Linked DNA regions of Anas platyrhynchos: region 2 is linked to region 1. A link is a contact called in public Hi-C data. All regions are on one chromosome and are shown on one strand. The core of a region is the stretch at or near the end of the contact, and the rest is flanking DNA. Distances in the headings are between cores, read along the strand shown.

Evidence for each region. Hi-C and Micro-C count contacts between places; a contact is called where the count stands out from the background.
Region 2: a Hi-C map of liver shows a contact between it and region 1, with 5 times the contacts expected there. The contact joins the enhancer-like site here to the promoter of GLMN in region 1. A contact is called at or near these places in 3 of 8 Hi-C or Micro-C datasets (liver, skeletal muscle and subcutaneous adipose tissue).

The regions. Positions count from the first base shown.
Region 1 is chr8:8,221,040-8,225,483 of IASCAAS_PekinDuck_T2T, reverse strand. GLMN (glomulin, FKBP associated protein) reads left to right here and starts at 1,659. Exons shown (of 19, transcript XM_038182773.2): 1 at 1,659-1,796; 2 at 3,323-3,394; 3 at 3,867-3,992. The coding sequence starts at 3,329. It overlaps RPAP2 (RNA polymerase II associated protein 2), which reads right to left and starts at 1,699. Exons shown (of 13, transcript XM_038182770.2): 1 at 1,561-1,699; 2 at 1,192-1,237; 3 at 303-417. The coding sequence starts at 1,618.
Region 2 is chr8:8,327,560-8,332,234 of IASCAAS_PekinDuck_T2T, reverse strand. All of the region lies in intron 17 of EVI5 (ecotropic viral integration site 5), which reads left to right. Among named protein-coding and RNA genes, the nearest start is that of GFI1, 33 kb to the right of the region's middle. Within about 2 kb of position 2,809, at least 2 of the 8 cell types and tissues checked have an H3K27ac peak or open chromatin away from gene starts, as enhancers often do.

The sequences.
Region 1 (4,444 bases), core at 410-2,909:
GTGGGGTAAGAAGTACTGTTGTCTAAATTCACAGAGGACATGATATGGACCTAACTTTTTATACTTCACCTCTGAGTCCACAACATGGGGATATAAACAAAGGTAATGAAGTGAGGATTCAAAAATACATATAGTTCTACAAAACTACAGCATATTTTCACTACAAAACCCCTGAAAATAAGGCAATCAGAGCTGACGAGAGAGGATAACCTTGTCTACTTTAAACTTCAGCAAATCACTCCAAGAACTTAAAAAGTTGAACATTGAGATATAAAATAGTGTAAAAATTTCGCAGCACATACAGAATTCAGAAGGAACTCTTCAGTAATGTTCTCTTCCAAGAGCTGTTCAACAATATGCAGTGCTTTTTTCTCAAATTCAATCTTCTTTCTAGTAGCAGCCTCCAGGGCTGCTTTCCTGTAACATAAAGGATATTGAATGACACAGAGAGTAGCTTCCACATACAGTTCTCCAGCTGTACCAAGTATCAATGATACCACAGAATCACAGAACTGTAGGGGTTGGAAGGGACCTTGAAAGATCATCGAGTCCCACCCCCCTGCCAAAGCAGGTTCCTTAGAGCAGGCTGCCCAGGTAGGCATCCTTGAATACCTCCAGAGGAGACTCCACAGCCTCCCTGGGCAGCCTGTCCCAGTGCTCTGTCACCCTCACAGTGAAGAAGTTCGTTCACGTGTTGGTGCAGAACTTCCTGTGCTCTATCTTGTGGCCATTGCCCCTTGTCCTGTCCCTGCAAACCACTGAAAAGACATTCATCTGAATATATCTGAGGATATTCATCTGAAAGCCTTCTATGCAGTCAAATGAATTTTTAGGTAACTGCCCATGGCAAAAAAAAATCTGTTATGTCCAAATCTTTCAGATTCGGTTTTTAAAGTGAACAAAGAAGACTAGAAAGTATGCAAGGAAATTAAACTGGCAGAAAACAGGCATTACAGAGTAAGCAAATACAACTGTGGAGTTCAGATTCATAAACTCGTGTCACTCACTACTGTGGTAGCATCCCACGGTCGCCCCTTTTACCTTGAATAGAGAAATGCATGTGTGTTTTTTCTTGAAGGGGGTACTGGCTATCTCTAAGAAAGCCAAAAAAGCCCACGCCAGGCAAATAATACGGTTGCAAAGTGAAGCAAAACAACATGACGACCACGTATTGTTAGTCAGAAACTATACCTCTGAGCAACATCTTCGTTTTCCAGAGCAGCTGAACGTTTATTTCCTAGAAATCAAGAATACGGAAATCCGTGAGTTTATTTTCTTCATTACCCAGCAGCAAATACCGGAGCCGCGGCTCCCCCCGTAGCCGGACGGCCGAGGGCGGGCTCCCGGCGCTGCAGCCCCCGGGGCCTGAGGGGGCGGACGGAGCGCCCGGGGCCCGGCCCCAGCCCCACGGCGCTGGCGGTCGCGTCTCCGCAGCGCAGCGCCGGCCGCCCCGCCGCTCCTCAGCCCCCAACAGCGAGTTGGGCGAGCCGCTGCGCCGGCCTGAGGGCACCAGGGAGAGTCCGCAGCGCGGGGCGGAGGGGAGCGGCTTTCGGAGCTTACCTGCGCGCCGCCGGCCGGGCTTCCCCTTGGCGCTGCCTTGCGGCCTCCTGGCCGCCATCGCGGTGGTGGTGGCGGCTGCCGGCTCCCTCCCCCTGACCTCTCACCGGAGGCGGAGCCGGCTCGGTGTGGCCCGGCCCGGCGGGAGGCGGCGGAGCGGCGGCGGCTGAGGGGAGCGCGGGGCCGGTCGCGGGCTGAGGCGCTGCGGAGGGAGCCTGGCTCCGCCGGCGGGGCGAGGGGTGAGGAAGCGGAGGCGGGGGCTTTGGTCCTGCTGCGTGCGAGGGGCTCGTTAGCAGCCCTGGGGGGCGGCCTGCGTGTGGTACCTGCCCGGGGAGGGGGCTGGGGGTGCGTTTGGTAGGGGATGGAGCTTCTCGAGGGTTAAAAGCGGATTTTTTTTGCTGTTTAGATGCTGTACGCTTGCCGCGGGAACCAGTGAAAAGATATAATTAGAAATAGGATTAAGTATTAGGGCCTGAGACCGTCTGTGAGGTTAACTGGCAAATCCCTGCCAGGGCATATTTCAAGTCTGTAAGTACACTGTAAAATTTCTGAGAGCTGAAAACCCCAAAATACGAGCGTTCAAAAGTACATTTAAATTATTTTGGGTGTCTTAGTGACATCCTCCAAAAATAAGTGGTACAATTTGCGTTAATAAAGTATATTGATAATCACAAAATCAGAAAGATCAGGTTCGAAACATTGCTAGATTGCAGGCTAAAGTGTTAAATTGCAAGTTAAAGTGCAAGTTAGTGTTAAATTAGGCAGTTGAGAATAGAAAATTATGTGATCTTTGAGTAATAAAATCTGCAAATGTGCTTTTTAAGTTGCTGTGAGTTGACTGCTTTTTATAAACGTCCAAATAGCTTAGTTATCTAGATGCTGTGTTAGGTAGCTGAGGTCAAACTTAGGAGGAAAGACTGAGGATGTTACATTGAAATATCTGTGTAAATATGAATCTTGGGTGCTTGGATGAATAGTTCGCCAATTATAGAAGCGCAGAGGTAATTGACAGACACAGCGATTATATAACCAGGTTTAGGCACGTGGAATTACTCAAAACTATAAAGATTACGACCGCTGCTCTGATACATCATGCAATAATTGAGCTGGATTTTATGTGTTACTCATGGTAACTTTACTGAAATGTTTACTTAGTTTTCAGCAAGGAAGTTTTTAATTGCATCTAGAGGTAAAAGGACTCTGAACAACCAACCTAGACAATAGGAGGAAAGAATTGATATTGCATATGTAGTCTTGATTGGACTAAAACACTGTTAACACAAACTGGCACAGTGGCTGGATCAGCTGTGCATGTCCTGGGCATCAGGTTAGAGTGTTCTAGTCAGAGCTGAGCAGATAGCTTATCCGGTGAAGATATGCACAGAAAATGTAGTGTATTTTGGAAGTCCAGGGTTGGTGTGCAGTGAACCCAGGCTGTATTAGTTGCAATTTTCATTGTCTGTGTCATAGCTATGGCCTCCTGACTTCCTAAGATGATCCTGATGGCACTCAGAATTTGCTTCTCTGTACATAGAATGCAGGTTATTTTCTATGAAATCCAGCAAATATGGGGAGTAGAATAATACAGTATACACTTCTTAAAAATATATTTTTGCCTTTCTTAAAATCATGTAATCTTCATAAGATCTATTAATATAGATTGTTCTCATTTCGCTACTGGGCATTGTTTTTGATAATGTGATTATTTTTCAGTCTCTATGTTTACTTCATGTGTTTTAATACTGCGCTCCTTAATTTATAATAGTTTTCAATGCCAGAAGAACAAAGTCAAACTACAATGGCAGTTGATGAACTTCAAGCCATAATACAAAGATGTGTAAGTACTTTTCTCTTCATAAACCTGACAAATGTAAGCAGTTCAAGTTTTTCTTTGTGACTGCAAAACACGAGACATTCATTAGCAGATCTCCTCATTGGGCAGCTAGGTTCAGTCTCCATGTTTCATTGACTTCTGCGTGGTGCTTATCCCAAGTTCTGCCTCCCAGAGAAAGAAGTGTTGTTATTTCTCTCAACGGTACCTGTCTGAGGGAACAAATCACCAGGAGGCTGCTATAGAAAATACATCTTCTATATATTGTGCTGTAGTTTAGAGTTAGAAAATGCTACTGAAATACTGCTTTGTCTTCTGTGGTAGCTCTTGGTAACTCCTTTTAATATGTAAAGGATGTTAGTAAGAAATGATAAGTTACAGTGACAGTACATCTAATTTTGAAATGAAAACTTGGATTTACCTATTTTTCATTTGATTTTTATAAATATGGAGTTAAGCATGTATATTTTCTTTCTAGCAAATTCTGGAAGAATCTGATTTCAGAGGAGAAGATTTTAATCTGTTTCAGGTAGCAGGTCAGAAATGTTTAGAAGATGGATATGCTGCTCAGTTGTTAGAAGTAATTCAAAATGAGAAAAACAAGGTGAGTTGAAGTTTGCACTATATATTAGTTTAAGCACACTTATAGATAAAACTATTAAAAAGGGAAAGCTACTTTCATTGTGGAACATTTGAACAGTTAATCAGTTGCTATCCGTTAAGTGCATGTTCTTGTGCAACTTCAGGTAGTTTACAGAAGTCAAGTCACGGTAATTTAAGAAAACCATTAATAACTACTTTCTAGTGAGTTAAGGAAATAGAAAAGAGATGCCGAAAACATAACTACGAGAAAATGCCCTTGGCCCTCTGTTGCAGGACAGAATTTCAGATGAGGCACTGAATGGCATTTTCTTCATGGCAGCCTGCATGGTGCTGCTTTAGCTTTGTGGCCAAGACAGAGTTAATAACACACTGGTGTCACAGCTGTTACTGAGCAGCGCATGCACAGCATCAAGGCCTTTTCTACTTTTCACTCTGCCCCCTTGGCAAACAGAC
Region 2 (4,675 bases), core at 1,560-4,059, 110 kb before region 1:
ATAGTGTTCTTCTATTCTCTTTCTGTATTTCTGCTTAAGCTATGGGTGTCAGAATTGTGTGTAGATTTCTGTAATACCTTATGTAAGATAAAGTAAATACAGGAAGGGAATCTATTTTGTAAGTCTGCCTTATACATCCATAGAATGCACTGTCTTATGTTCATTTGTTTATCCACATCATCGCTCATTCCTTTCCACAATTACTACTTTTGCATGATGTAATCTTCAGTAATGTTTTTCCATTTTTCTCATTTTCTAGGTTGCCTTGTTTTTTGTTTCCTACTCAAGCACATTTGAAATTCTCATTTTTTGGTATTTTTAGATCATCACCTTTAATGATTTCTTGATCTGTAGCCTCTTAGTAATATTCTTTATTTCTTTACAAATGAGAATGGCTCTACTTTCTGTACAGTCTGGAGCATGAAGTCAGTGGCTCATACTTTTAATGAGTTTCCACGTTAGGTTTTTGGTGAACTATTCATCTCAAACTTACACCAGTCTGAAGTATAGCTTGTTCAGTTGTGAAATAAATGTTTTGAGTGTTAACTGTATACAAACATTTAAAACAAAAGTGATTCAGTTGAAGTAAGTTCCTCTATTGTCAATTTGGTTATTTTCAATACTCCAGACTTGATTGTAGATGTTACTATGGGGCTGTGACAACTTTGTGTTGTAAGATTCTCAGTGTGTAAGATTCTATAAGCAAATAGGTATTTGACCAGCATGTTTTTTGTCAGCAAATATGAAACTTAAGATCAAAATTTCTTTTGGGGTACTTGGGCTCAAAGGCCTTTGAAACACCTGCAACAACAAAAAAAAAAAGGAGTTGGAAAGCCTTAATTTCCGAAGGAGTAAACTAAAACATGCAGTTGATACTAAAGCTTCAGTTTAAAACAAAAAAGGGCTTTTTAAGAAGACTGCTGGTCTAGGCAGAGGGATGAGATACTAGGGAACTTCTTTCTCAGAGAAAGAGCTGCCTTCCATTTTCTTCAGATCAGCTTGTTATTAGGATGCTGTGGTCTGATGTGAAGAGTGGAGGGCACTTTAATCTGGGTTTGCCTTAATGATTTGAAATACAATATTTAAGACCATTAAGTGCATGTGACTAGTCTTTAGCGTGTAGGTTTCTCTTGAAGTAATCATGCTTAATATGGAGCATCATAAATAGGTCTGTCTGGGATTATTGTTTCAAAGCTGGTAACAGTGAAAGGAAGAAGTTAACACATACCATTCCCCTGGAAAAAAAATAATTGCTTTTATGAGAAGCAAGGGGAAAATCTAGGGATTCAGTGCAAGGTCCACATGGTCCATAGAAATGCTTAACCTAAATCATGTGGTTTTTCTTCTAAATGTTCGTGTAGGTGTAGGTGCAAGACACTGGTGTTAACTCTGTAATGCAGAGTATCACTACTCCCACATAAGAACTGATCTGACGTTACATACACAAATGCTAGATTTAAATCACAGTTTCTGGGTCACTCGTAGTTCTGGTTAGTAATAATGACAGAAGGTGAAGGAGGTAGTTCTATCACTTACTAGTAGATGCAATTGTATAGCAAGATGTTTGTTTATTATGATATTAGGAAGTTTTTATATATTCTGAATGTCATCTCATCTTTGTCAGGCATTCAGTTCCTGATGCTGACCCTTTACACTTCTGTGTTTTGAAGTGCAAAAAATACTCCAATACATAATGGATGTTCTTAAGCAAGACTGATGCATTCCTTAATGAAAACAACACAAAACTGAAGTGTTACTGAAGTTTAATTTGTTGCATATGCATAAGCCGAAGAAGTGACAAAGGAAAAACCCTGAAGTCGTTTCCAAACAAAGGTGTTATCCAACAGCTCTTGTTTTGTACTCTGCTCTCTTTTTGTTTTTTGCATCACTAGTTCAGCTCATAAAATCCTTGTGAAGTAAGTATCACTTGAAGTACTTAGCAGGCTTCTGAGTTTTGAACAGGGCACTTAAATAAATCGTTAACAAATAAAGGATTTTTGGATGGCTGGGCTGCAGGTTTTTGTACCTCTGTGCTGGTGAAAAGCTGTCCTCCTCATTTGATATTTCACTTTCTTACAGAAGTTAGACTCCCATCTTATAATTGACTTATTTTGGCCAAACTATGTGTACTCTGGCCCCTCATTTATCTCATATTCATTTATCTCATTCTTGTGTAAGATTTAGTAGATAGCTAGGACAAGGAATGGATATTGTCTCCCTTTATTCCTGTAGTCAATCAGTAAAATGCTGGGTTTGCTTTCTCAAATAATTCATGCTTTTTGTTTTCACTTGATCTGGATTGATAGCTTCAGATGTCCTTACAGCTTTTAATGTCCTAATATCAGCCTTTAGCACACCATTCGTTTGTGTAGTGCTTTCTTTAAGCTTGGTAGACTTTCTCTTGGCAGTTTTACTACAGTTTTAGCCTAATAGCAAGAGTTCCTCCCGATCGTGTATCGGCAGTCCTGTTGGTCACTCAGCATTGCTGAGGTTTTCTTTTGATTGGGTGTTTTTTTTTTTTTTTCGTTTTTTTTTTAAGCTTTCCTTGTAGTAGTCAAAGGCAGGATGGGCTATGTGGGGGGAGGGAGGCTTTAGAGAAAATCAGGCAGGGTTAAGTAAGTCGTAGTTAAAGCTGCTGTTAGTCATCTGGCCAAGGTAAGGAGCACTGTGTCAGTGAAGCATAGACAGGCTGAGGAAGCAGAGCTGTGGCAGCTGCAGACTCTGCTCTGCATCTTAATCCCTTGCTCTCCATTTCCATTCCTATCCTCTTGAAATAGTCCATGTCTGGATTGGGATGAGGAGGTACAGAGCACATTTGTAATATAGAAAACTTTGTACATCTGAGTAATCTTAAAGGGGAAACTGTCTATTAGAGTTCATTCTTCTTTCAACCTTGGTTAGGTTGATCTGGACAGGGGGTAACATCACTTCCTTCTTGGTGTGTTTCCTGGCAGATTCAGAGAATTGTCACACTTACCCTATCTTTAACCATGTCAAAGCTGCTTTAAGAGCAACTGTAAAGGAAATCCATGATTGTGCTAGTTCTCTCCCCCACAGTTTAAACTCTTAACACTATTTCGCTAGAATGAAGCCTTTCGATGACCTCTGTTTAATAACTTTTCCAAGTACTAACTGTTGAGTAAAGAAATTGTTTCCATCTTTTCAAATTACAGGAAACTTTTTTTTACTCTTATCAATAGTGGTGTGTGATGTTAGTGATGTGTTTTTTGAAAGTCTAGAATGAGTCACTGTAGAGTCACTGAAAGGACACTAGTTACCACATTTACCCTTCTGAATAAACTTCATTTACATTTTTTAATGCTGTCTTGCCACATAGTAAGAGTTTAAAAGCCTGCCTTGAAAAGAGTCTGAGGCAGATTGGTACTAAGTAAATGTTTTTAAGTCAGGAAAAAAAAAAGAGGGAAATATCCTACCCTCTATACATCTTCAGTAAAGCTGATAGATACACTGGCTGAGGAACAGTGTCTGTCTGGTGTCCCTTCATTTTGACTGCCAATAAAACTATTGGTTTTGTTTTTCTGTATTTAAGTTCATAGTTATTAAAGTGAAAGCAACCCTTGATATCTAATTTCAATAGTCTAATTTCTTGTTGACGTGTTTTCCTACTGTGATCATCAAGAATGTTGTAGAAAACTTTAATCTTGCAATTCTCTTGGGACGAAGCACCTGCAACTACAGACATAAAGCCTCTGGTGTGTTCCAGGTGTTCTCAGTGAATTTTTCAATTTAAACTTTGTCATGACTATTACTGTACTTGATTTTTGTGGAAGATACTATACTGCAATAGTTTCAGGTATTTAATACTAGCATTCTGTCCCTGTGCTGCTTTTGCCAGCAGTGAACCCTAGTTCTGGGCTGATTGAGACTGGAGGCTCTCCACATACTCAGTAGTTCTCAGACTGCAGGTTAATGTGATTCAGGAGAACTTGCTGCCGCTGCTGCTTGGGAAGGTGCGGTAACGATGTTTTTCTCTTAAAAAGCCAGACAGAGGAGGATTACGTCTGATACTACAGCCATGTATCTCAACTGATAATTTTTTGTGGGCAGAACTTTTCCTCAAGCTAAAAAGCAAATTTTTGAGGAACAGACTTTTCGTCTTAGGAGCTTTTGGTATAGATCTGGGTATGCAGACAAGTACTCTCGAACCTCAGAGCAGGGTGAGGGAGGTGAGAGCTTCCACAACTGAAGGGGCCTAAGTGACTTCTGTTTTAGCAGTTGCTTTTTTGATCTGCAGGGCTCATTTCCTGCTCCTCCACTGCTTGTGCTGCTCCCTTGCTATGCACAACCTCTCAGGCCAGAGGCTGGATAGCATGTTGGCTGTTTGCACTGTCATTTTGACATGAGCAGAGCTGATACCTGGCTACCAGAGTGTTTTTCCCTGGTACAGGGATTTCTAACCTGTTAGTACTGGTGGAGCCCATCAGTTGAAAGAGACAAAGTGTGAGGGGAACAATAAGTCATCTTCAAAAGTAGCAAAATTGAGATGATGGCTTTCAAATTATGTTACATAGCACCAACTGGTATTACTTTTCTAACTTTTCTAAAAACCTTCCTGGGAATGCATTGGTACCAGTATGCAGAAGCAATATCTCAGGGAAACTTATGTGGAAATTCATTCATATGACTGTGGGTTTTTAAACAAAAATTCCTTGAT